Linked DNA regions of Arachis hypogaea: region 1 is linked to region 2. The links are chromatin contacts, called in public Hi-C maps. All regions are on one chromosome and are shown on one strand. Each heading gives the region's core, a stretch centred on a gene start, on an enhancer-like site or on the middle of the called end of the contact. The rest is flanking DNA. Distances are from core to core; before and after follow the strand shown.

The links. A called contact is a pair of places that touch in the nucleus more often than the background predicts.
Region 1: a contact with region 2 is called in a Hi-C map of an unstated tissue, with 4 times the contacts expected there. The contact joins the enhancer-like site here to the promoter of LOC112749579 in region 2.

What each region holds. Positions count from the first base shown.
Region 1 is chr15:14,271,808-14,276,411 of arahy.Tifrunner.gnm2.J5K5, forward strand. It overlaps LOC140179604 (a long non-coding RNA gene), which reads right to left. Exons shown (of 3, transcript XR_011873174.1): 2 at 4,228-4,416; 3 at 3,209-3,538. Among protein-coding and RNA genes, the nearest start is that of LOC140179604, 3.0 kb to the right of the region's middle. Within about 2 kb of position 1,679, at least 2 of the 3 cell types and tissues checked have open chromatin away from gene starts, as enhancers often do.
Region 2 is chr15:14,200,774-14,204,874 of arahy.Tifrunner.gnm2.J5K5, forward strand. LOC112749579 (protein DETOXIFICATION 56) reads right to left here and starts at 2,393. Exons shown (of 1, transcript XM_025797871.3): 1 at 1-2,393. The coding sequence starts at 1,338.

The DNA.
Region 1 (4,604 bases), core at 429-2,928, 70 kb after region 2:
CTACTCCAATGAAGATTTAATGATTGTCATCATGTGAAGATACATCATTTTGACCATTAGATTATAGATTGTAGGACTTGATTTTTATTTGAAGTAAAAGTATTACTTTTATTTAAAGTGTTGCTAAACAAGTAAGTTACACTTTTTAAACAAGGATCATCATGAAAAGATATTTTTGGCATCTTCATGGGAGTAGTTGCCTAAAATATTTATTAACTTAACACAGAGCTTGAAACCTGAGGTTCTTGACAAACAAAACATAAACAATTAAATACGACTATCATGGTAAAAATGACACATGAAATAACACACTACTCACAGAATGTGTTTTTCAACGTTAAATATGAATTATACATGCAAAGAAAGGCATAATACAGAGATTTAGTAATAATCCAGAGTTCAGAAAAGCATAATCATCCAAGAAACCAGGTGTTTTAGATGGAGAATTTCTCAAACTATGGTTCAGCCTTTGGGTTTCAGCATTGTGAAGTTGCTTCCTAATAAATAATGCTGCTTTTTCAGAGCAAGAATGTTTTTTGGTATGTTTCTAATTGCTTACACAAACTACATTAGCCAATTCTACTTTTACTTCTATATCCATCATCTATAAAAAAACCCGATTATGAAACCTCTAAATTTACACATTACTTAAAAATCCATTGGATGATTAAAATTACCAGCAGAATGCACAGATGATATTTATATGTTGTTGTTATCTGAGAAGCAGATGAATAAGAATCTTTATCCGTAACTCCCAAACAAGCCCCAGCTGAAAGATCTCTAGAAATAACACACCAAGACCATCAAACCTTAAAGCAGAAATTGATAAATTAAAACCAAGTTATGTAGAGGAAATGCAACATACCAAGAGGAATTGTAGTCAAGGTTCAATCACTAACAAATTCAAGGTTCAATCACTAACAAATTCAACTCAGTGATGATTTTCAACAAAAAAAAAAAAAGATTTAGCTAATTATTTGAGTAAGACAGCAACAAAATCAAAGTTCAGTAACGATAATTAGGAACCAATTCATCTCAGTGATGATTCTCAGCAACAAAAAATCTAGCTCAATGATATTTTCAACAACAAATTATGGATGGTTCAGTGATAATCAGTAACAAATTCATGTCGGTGATTATTTTCAGCAACAAAAAGAGTAGTTCAGTGATATTTTCAGCAGCAAAATCAAACACAGCAACAAACAGAAAAAGAAAGAACAGGGGAATTTGTTGGGACTCACCAAATCGGGACCAGCTTCTGGTTGCGCGAAGGAAGCTGACAGCGAGAGTTGCTGACAGCGAGGAGGAAGCCCTGGGACCTGCTGCTTCTGCTGCCGGCAACAAGCGCAACGAAGGTGCGGGACTGACTGCAAGAGGGTGACGAGACAGGGAGAGACGATGACGACCAGTCCCAGGATCTGCTGCTTCTGCTGTCGGCGACGACGACGGCAGGGAAGGCGAGCGAGCGAGACTGAGTGGGAGACCAGAGACTGTGAGAGAGACCGGAGCCGAGAGAGCGACGACGAGCTTGAGTGCCAGTCCGGAGACAGTGAGGGAGACCGGAGACGAGAGAAGGAGAGAGCTTGCGTGCGAGGGCAATGAGCCACAGCGAGAGAGATGAGAGAGCTCGAGAGCTTCAGTGAAGAGTGACGTTAAGGGAGGAGAAGGTAGAGTTTAGGATTGCTGAACGACGTCGTATCAGCAATTAAAAAAAATGAACCGGTTCGGTTTATGTGAACCAAACAGGGTCAAACTGAGTTTTTAAACCGAGTTTACAGAATAATTTATTAACCGATTTTTTAAATACAACCAATTAAAATGTAACATGTCAACAACTTTAAAAAAGATGTTTGTAACATGTTTATGGGAGTATCCCCAAAAATTTATTGACCAAAACAAGTATAAAAAGATGTAAAACACCAAAATGGCTACCTACTCTATATTGTCATTTAGAACATCATATGTTGATGCACTTATGGCTTCAGCCTGTTTTCGGGGCAGTTTAACCTAAAAAAACAAGCATCTCACTAAAATTGTCGGAACGATACGAAAATAAAAAAATAAGATAGGAAAATGGTAAGGGACATATACGATGGCCAAAGTATCTTCCAAGACCAAGCGTGACTTCTCCAAACGAGATAATGATCTGAAACTAGAGGACAGAAATTTCACCAATCGTGCAACTATTTCTTCAACCATAGAAACTTTGTTCTTCCGGAGTGAAAATGCTAAATTCTATTTATTTATATTTGAAAAGACAGCATTCTTTAAAATCAAAGGAAAAGAAAAAGAACAAATACAATGTCTAAATTTTCAATTGAACATTCGGCGGTAAACAAATCTAAAGAAATCAATAAAAATAATAAGACAATAGATAAGGAAAACTAACTAACAACAACCATACCACGTAAATAATTTACAGATTACAATTGTTGATGCATTGAAGGTTTTTTTTTATCATTCAAAATTTTGAACAAATATTATGCTTATGCTAATAGCATTAGAAACACTCAAAAATTAAAATTATTTGTGGTGATTTAGCTACTTATTATTATTATTATTATTAAAAGTATGAACTAAGGATCTTTATCCCTTCTAATGGAAGAATTACAATGAAAAGTTTTCTTCTAAGAAGTGCAAGCAAGCTAAACAAAACAATGAGACAAATCAATACGCTCTATAAATGACAATCACCATCAGTTTTTCCATAAATTAAAATGAAAATCATTTTAAAAAGAAATCAGAACCAACGAATTTTACGCTGAAAACTGGATAAAATCTAACGTGATGACAACCTATATTGTTGAGTGATAGAAACAATTAATATCTAATGCACAAAACCAATGTTCTGAAAACCAGTTCGAACCGAAAACCGTTAGCAAAAACGATCAAGGTTCTGAAACCGAACTGATTATTAAACCGTTCTAGCTACTAGTTTACAGATTCAACCGTGGTTGAACCGAAAAACCGTTTATAATAAAATAATAAATAAAAAATAAATAAACACACCAAAACTATATGATCTTATCAATTTACAAACTCAAAAGTCTTTTTAAAACACTCTTAAAATATATGTTTCCAATCACTTTTGTCATCATCATCTTCAGCTTTATACTCATCACTCAATTAAAAAATCCACAACCCTAATCCTCTATGATTTCTTTTGGAAAAATAAAATCTCATTCAATAAAGAAACCATAGCTGTAAGTAATTCAGAATATTTGTGAGACTCAGCACCAAGACATGCAATAAATATACATATAAAGCAGTACCAAACAATCCAATTCTCAATTCCATGAATCATAAACAAAAAGGTGTCTAAATTTCCATAGAATCAATCAAATTCAGCATTAAAAAGCATCGAAAACCAAATTTTGCAGTTAAAGAATGAAGTAAAGAACATTAGAAAAGAGAGTGGCTTGGACCACCGTCTTCTGCATCAGAGAAATACAATACCATCATCATCATCACTCCCAAGACCTCCAACAACAGCATCATCTTCATGATTTCCTTGCTCTAAATCAATAACATGGGACATCTGCTGTTTGTTAATTTTTTGAAAGCATCAATTTGATTTAAAATTAAAATACAGCAACAAATAATCACCCTAAAAGCTTAAACTCTGAAATCAATAAATCTATCAACAAAAATTCAAAAACAGCATACTCATAGATTAAAAAAACAACAGCAGCTGAGTAACAAATCCATTTTTAGCAATAATTTCGACAACACAAAATCAATTTCTTTGATTGATTTCACATTCAAAAAATCACTAATCAAATTCAGAACAGACTTAGCAGAATAATAACAATACAATCCAATTACAATATCACAGCAACCCACTACCCAATATCTTAACAAACAACATCCAAACAATTAATCATGCTTCAAGCAAACAGTTTTTCAACAATTAATCATGCTTCAGCCTTCAAGCAATAGCTTCAACAATTAATTATGCTTAAAGCCAAGGTTGTCAAACTCGCGAGTCTAGGTAAACTCGTAGAGCTGACCTAGACTCGACTCGTAGACTCGTATGAGTTTACCTGTTATAATTTTTTGTAAAAAATATATATATCGTGTATAAGATATATGTTTACTCAAATATAGGCATTAAAACTCAACAATTTCAACATAAAAAAAACATAATAAATAACATAATACTACAATTATAACAAGTATTCTAGAACACACATTCAAATCCTTCCGTAACTATCTTTTTAAACATACCTGAATCTGAATGGCTGAATGGAGTAGGCTCAGTTGAGAAACCAGCCATTGCTGTGCTATGCAAGCAGACAAGAACGAATGACAACAGAGTACACGACTAACCGGCAGAGGACATGAACGCAACGACCGAAAGAGGATGTGATGAATGACGGTAGCGTGGCGACGGCAGAGGCTCCACGAGTTCACGAGCTTTCATGCATAATAGAGTCAATAGAGAGCAGAATGAGAGAGTGAGAATGAGGAAATAGTGGAGAGAGAGACAATGACGAGCTATTTGGGGAACGACAAATGGCGAACGGCGGCGAGGGACAGATGAAACGCGAAGAGGGCTTGGAGAAGAGAGTGACTGAGTAAGTGTGGCGAGAAAAGTGAGGGAT
Region 2 (4,101 bases), core at 1,143-3,642:
AAAAAGCACACCAAGGGGCAGGGTAAGGAAGTAAAATCCACCCAAATTAGCATACATGCCCAACCACGGTCTAGCTGTCCCTCTAAGTATGCCTCCACAAACCGCCACCGGAAAATTAAACACTTCCACAAGAGCCATCAGCAGCATTGTCCTTTTTACCCCTGTTATGATTCCCCTTTCATGGCTAAACAGAGGCCCCCAGGCTCCCCTTGCCCCCACCATCACCAAGCTCCCTATGCACCCGCAGGCACACCCCAATCCCAAAGAAACACACGCCGCCCGGTACGCGGGGGCGGCATGGTTGGCCCCGAGCTCGTTGGAGACTCGGGTGGAGACACAGGTGGCCAGGGACAGCATGACGGAGAAAAGCAGATAGTCGAAGTTGAGAACAATGGTGAGAACTCCGAGTGAGTCCTTAGCGTCAGTGAGGTGGCCAGTGAGCAAGATGAGAATCTCATAGCACCACCATTCCAAGCATGTGTTGAGGCAGCATGATCCGCACAGCTTCAAAAGCCTAATCCAATCTTGTATGCTCTGATCCCACCACCCCCCTTCCTTCCACATGCTTGCCTTTCTGTTCTCAAGAATGGCTACGTAAATTGCCAGCAGAACCACCACTATAAGATCGGTTATCCAAACAGCCATGGAAACCCCCCCAAGGCCCATGGTTTTTGAGAGTACTATGTTGATTGGTATGTGGAAAGCAAGTGCCACGGCTGAACTGAACATGGTTGGGAGTGTTATGCTTTGGGAGCTCAAGTAGGATTTTAAGGGGCAGAAGAGCGAGGTCACAAACAAATCTGGTATAAGATATGAGATGTAGGTTTTGGCCACCGTTGAAATATCTTGGTGCTGCCCGAAGTGAATTAAGATTTTGTCAACGTTGAGCCATAGGAAAGTGATGGGAATTGTTACCAAGAGGAGCAATATGATTGTCATGAGAAGGGTCTTGTGGAGGAGTTTGAAGTTTCTAGCACCGTGAGCTTGTCCACAGATGGGTTCCATGGCGCCGCACAGGCCGTTCAGGACGGAGAAGCCGGTTACGTTGGCGAAAGTGAAGCCCAGTGCACCGCCGGCTAAGCTGAGCTCGCCCAGGCGGCCTAGAAATGCTGTTGTGATGGCTGTCTTGGCAAACCAGGCAAGGTTCATGGCCACCATTGGAAGGGCTATTCCTCGTTGAATTCTCAGCTCTGAAGCCACCATCTTCCCAAGGCTTGCAGGAGCAGGTGAAGATGATTGGTCATTACTTTCTACGTTTATGCTTGCCTTCTCTACCAACTCAGATTTTGCTGCTGACATTTTTACTTTGTTTTGGTTGGACAGATTAGTATCATTCATTTTGTGCGTGCTTGCTTGCTTGCTTGCCTGAGCACTAGTTGTTAAAGGATGAAGTCATTGCCATTATCACAAGAGGATCTTCTTTCTAATTTGTGAAAGATTTATAGTGCTTTTATGATGACCCATGCCAGCCAGAGACCACAGCTACAACACACTTTAATTTGCTTGGTTTCTTCAAAGTACATGAGTACTTATTATACAAGGTTTGCAACATCAACCTCCTTATATTCTGTTTACTTGTTTACCATGGCCTCTTTGATTACATGCAACAGGTTACATATTTCTAAAAAATTTAAAACATAATAATGTATAGCATAAATGGCTAGACATGTCGTCTTCTATATCTTTAGTCTTTAAGCTAATTGGAGAAATAGAAAATGAGATGAGATATTAATATCACATGATTTTCAATTTTTCATATACTCTCAACAAAAATATTATGTATAGATAAAAAAAAATTAACGCAATCATCAAATTACTATCTATATATTTGTATATATTTATATGTATTATTTTATATATTTTTAATGCATATTTGGTATATTTTAACACATATTTTACATAAATAATAATTTTTTTGTGTTGGTTTTATTTTAAACGGAAAGAGTTGTTAAAAGAAAGCATTTTAATTTGCATGGGCCCAAATTGGTAGTGGATTCTGTTTTTTTGTATTTTTAAAAAGAGGATTAAAATTAGCCACAAATTAAAAATTAATAATTAATGTAAAATATACATTTAAAAATATATAATATATATTAAAAATAAATTAAATTATGTATGTATTTATATAAAAATATATAGTAACGAATCTTAATAGACAAATAATATTTTTAAATTTTTAATTATTATATCATTTATCCTCATAGCCCCAAGATCAATCTTAAGAAACATAATCAGTTTTTTCCTCTTTTTTCCATTTTCTTTTATCACATGTTTATATACATCATTGTAAAATAGTGAGTCATCATAATTTTATTAGCTATTAGGAATCTTATAGAATTTTAAAAGATTTGATGTGTTGTAGATTTCACACAAGTTTATATATATTGCATCATTATCCAGTTTCTGTTATTACTGTAGACAAAATTACAAAAAACCTTATTGTGGTTGGAGGGCTTTGCTGTTTTGTGTTCCCGACTAAAAGGTAGTCTAGAGGTAAAGGAGATCACATCTCATACCTATTATGGCATGCATCTATTTCTAACTGTCTCAAATACATTAATTTTAATATAAAATTTAACTATCTGCTGGTTTTGGAAAATATAATATATTTCGCACAAAATAATGATGCTCTTAAAAAAGTGTCATATATATGCAGAGCGGGGAATTTAAAAAAGAAAACACTGTGCAATTTTGTTATATAAAACGCGACACATTGCCAACTTATTAACTATAGCTTGATCGATTCCACATGCAGGGTAACGGCGACTATTGTCGTTGACTAATTGAGGAATCAAAGTCAATTTTAGGATATTCCCTAGATTGATGATGCCCAATAGTTAGGCTGAGAGTAATATCAACGAATGAAAAACCTTTTTTTCTTACAAAAACTATTAGAGAGTGAGACCAAAGTGACCGAAAGTGTTTTATATTATTGCAACTCCATGCACACTAGGGCATAAATTAGATGGATGAGATTAAATGAAAGGGCATAAATTCTGATAGTACTTACTAGGATATGCAAGTCACTCAAAGATAAGAATGTAGTATTGGGCATAAAAGAACGTAATCTTGGTATATAAGTATATAAAGTGTAGCATTATTAATCCTATGATCGAATGTTGTAAGGATATAGGATGTGGGGAATATATCAATCTAGCTGTGGAGTAGGGTATTGTAGTGCGACTTTAACAGATACAGATACTTCATACATAATCGAAGCACTTAGCACGTAATATTCCCACGAGATTAGGGTGAAAATAACTGAAAAGAGAACCGAAAGAAGGTCAGGCATATATACCTGATGGATAAGGGCTCTTAATTTTATTTTAACTTTTTTTTAATAATTAATTATTACATTGAATATTCACATAACTTTATGAAAATAACAAAAATAATAAAAATTATTTAATGATTCGTCTTATATATTATTTTTAAACAATTCAACTAGGTATCCTTTAAAAATGGTACAATATTCAGCTTTTTATTACAATAATTTAAAAAAAATTAAAATAAACACATCTAAAAATTATGAATAGATTTACTGTCTTTTTAAAATTAAATACACATTCAAAATACAATTTAAATAAAATTAAAATTAAAATTTTAAATTTTTGTTTCAGATTTAATATATTTAATTATTAATATATTATAATTTAAATACATATCTAAAAATAAAATTATTTAAAATTCAAAATTTTGATTTTAAAATTATAAAATAAACTTTAAACCATCTAATTATTAACTAAATCAGTACAAAGCACTCAAAAAAGTCATCCTCAACGCACATGAAAAACCTCCGAGGCGCACATCCAGAAGTCATCCTCCGCCGTCGTTCATCCGCGTCACCTTCCTCTTCTACGCTCATCCTCGACGCTGCCTTCCTCCTTCTCGGTGCTCATTCACAACGCCACATTTCCCTTTGTTAACACTCATCTTCGTCGCCGTCTTCCTCCTCCTCGTCGCCGTTTGTCCGCATCAACGTCGCCACGCCGAAAACTTACCGGAGGTTTGGATGGGTCTCTAACACCATTACTTTTTTTTATTATTCTGTATAAGTTTTTTATTTTTTTTGAAATAAAAAATCGAATAAGATGGTCATAT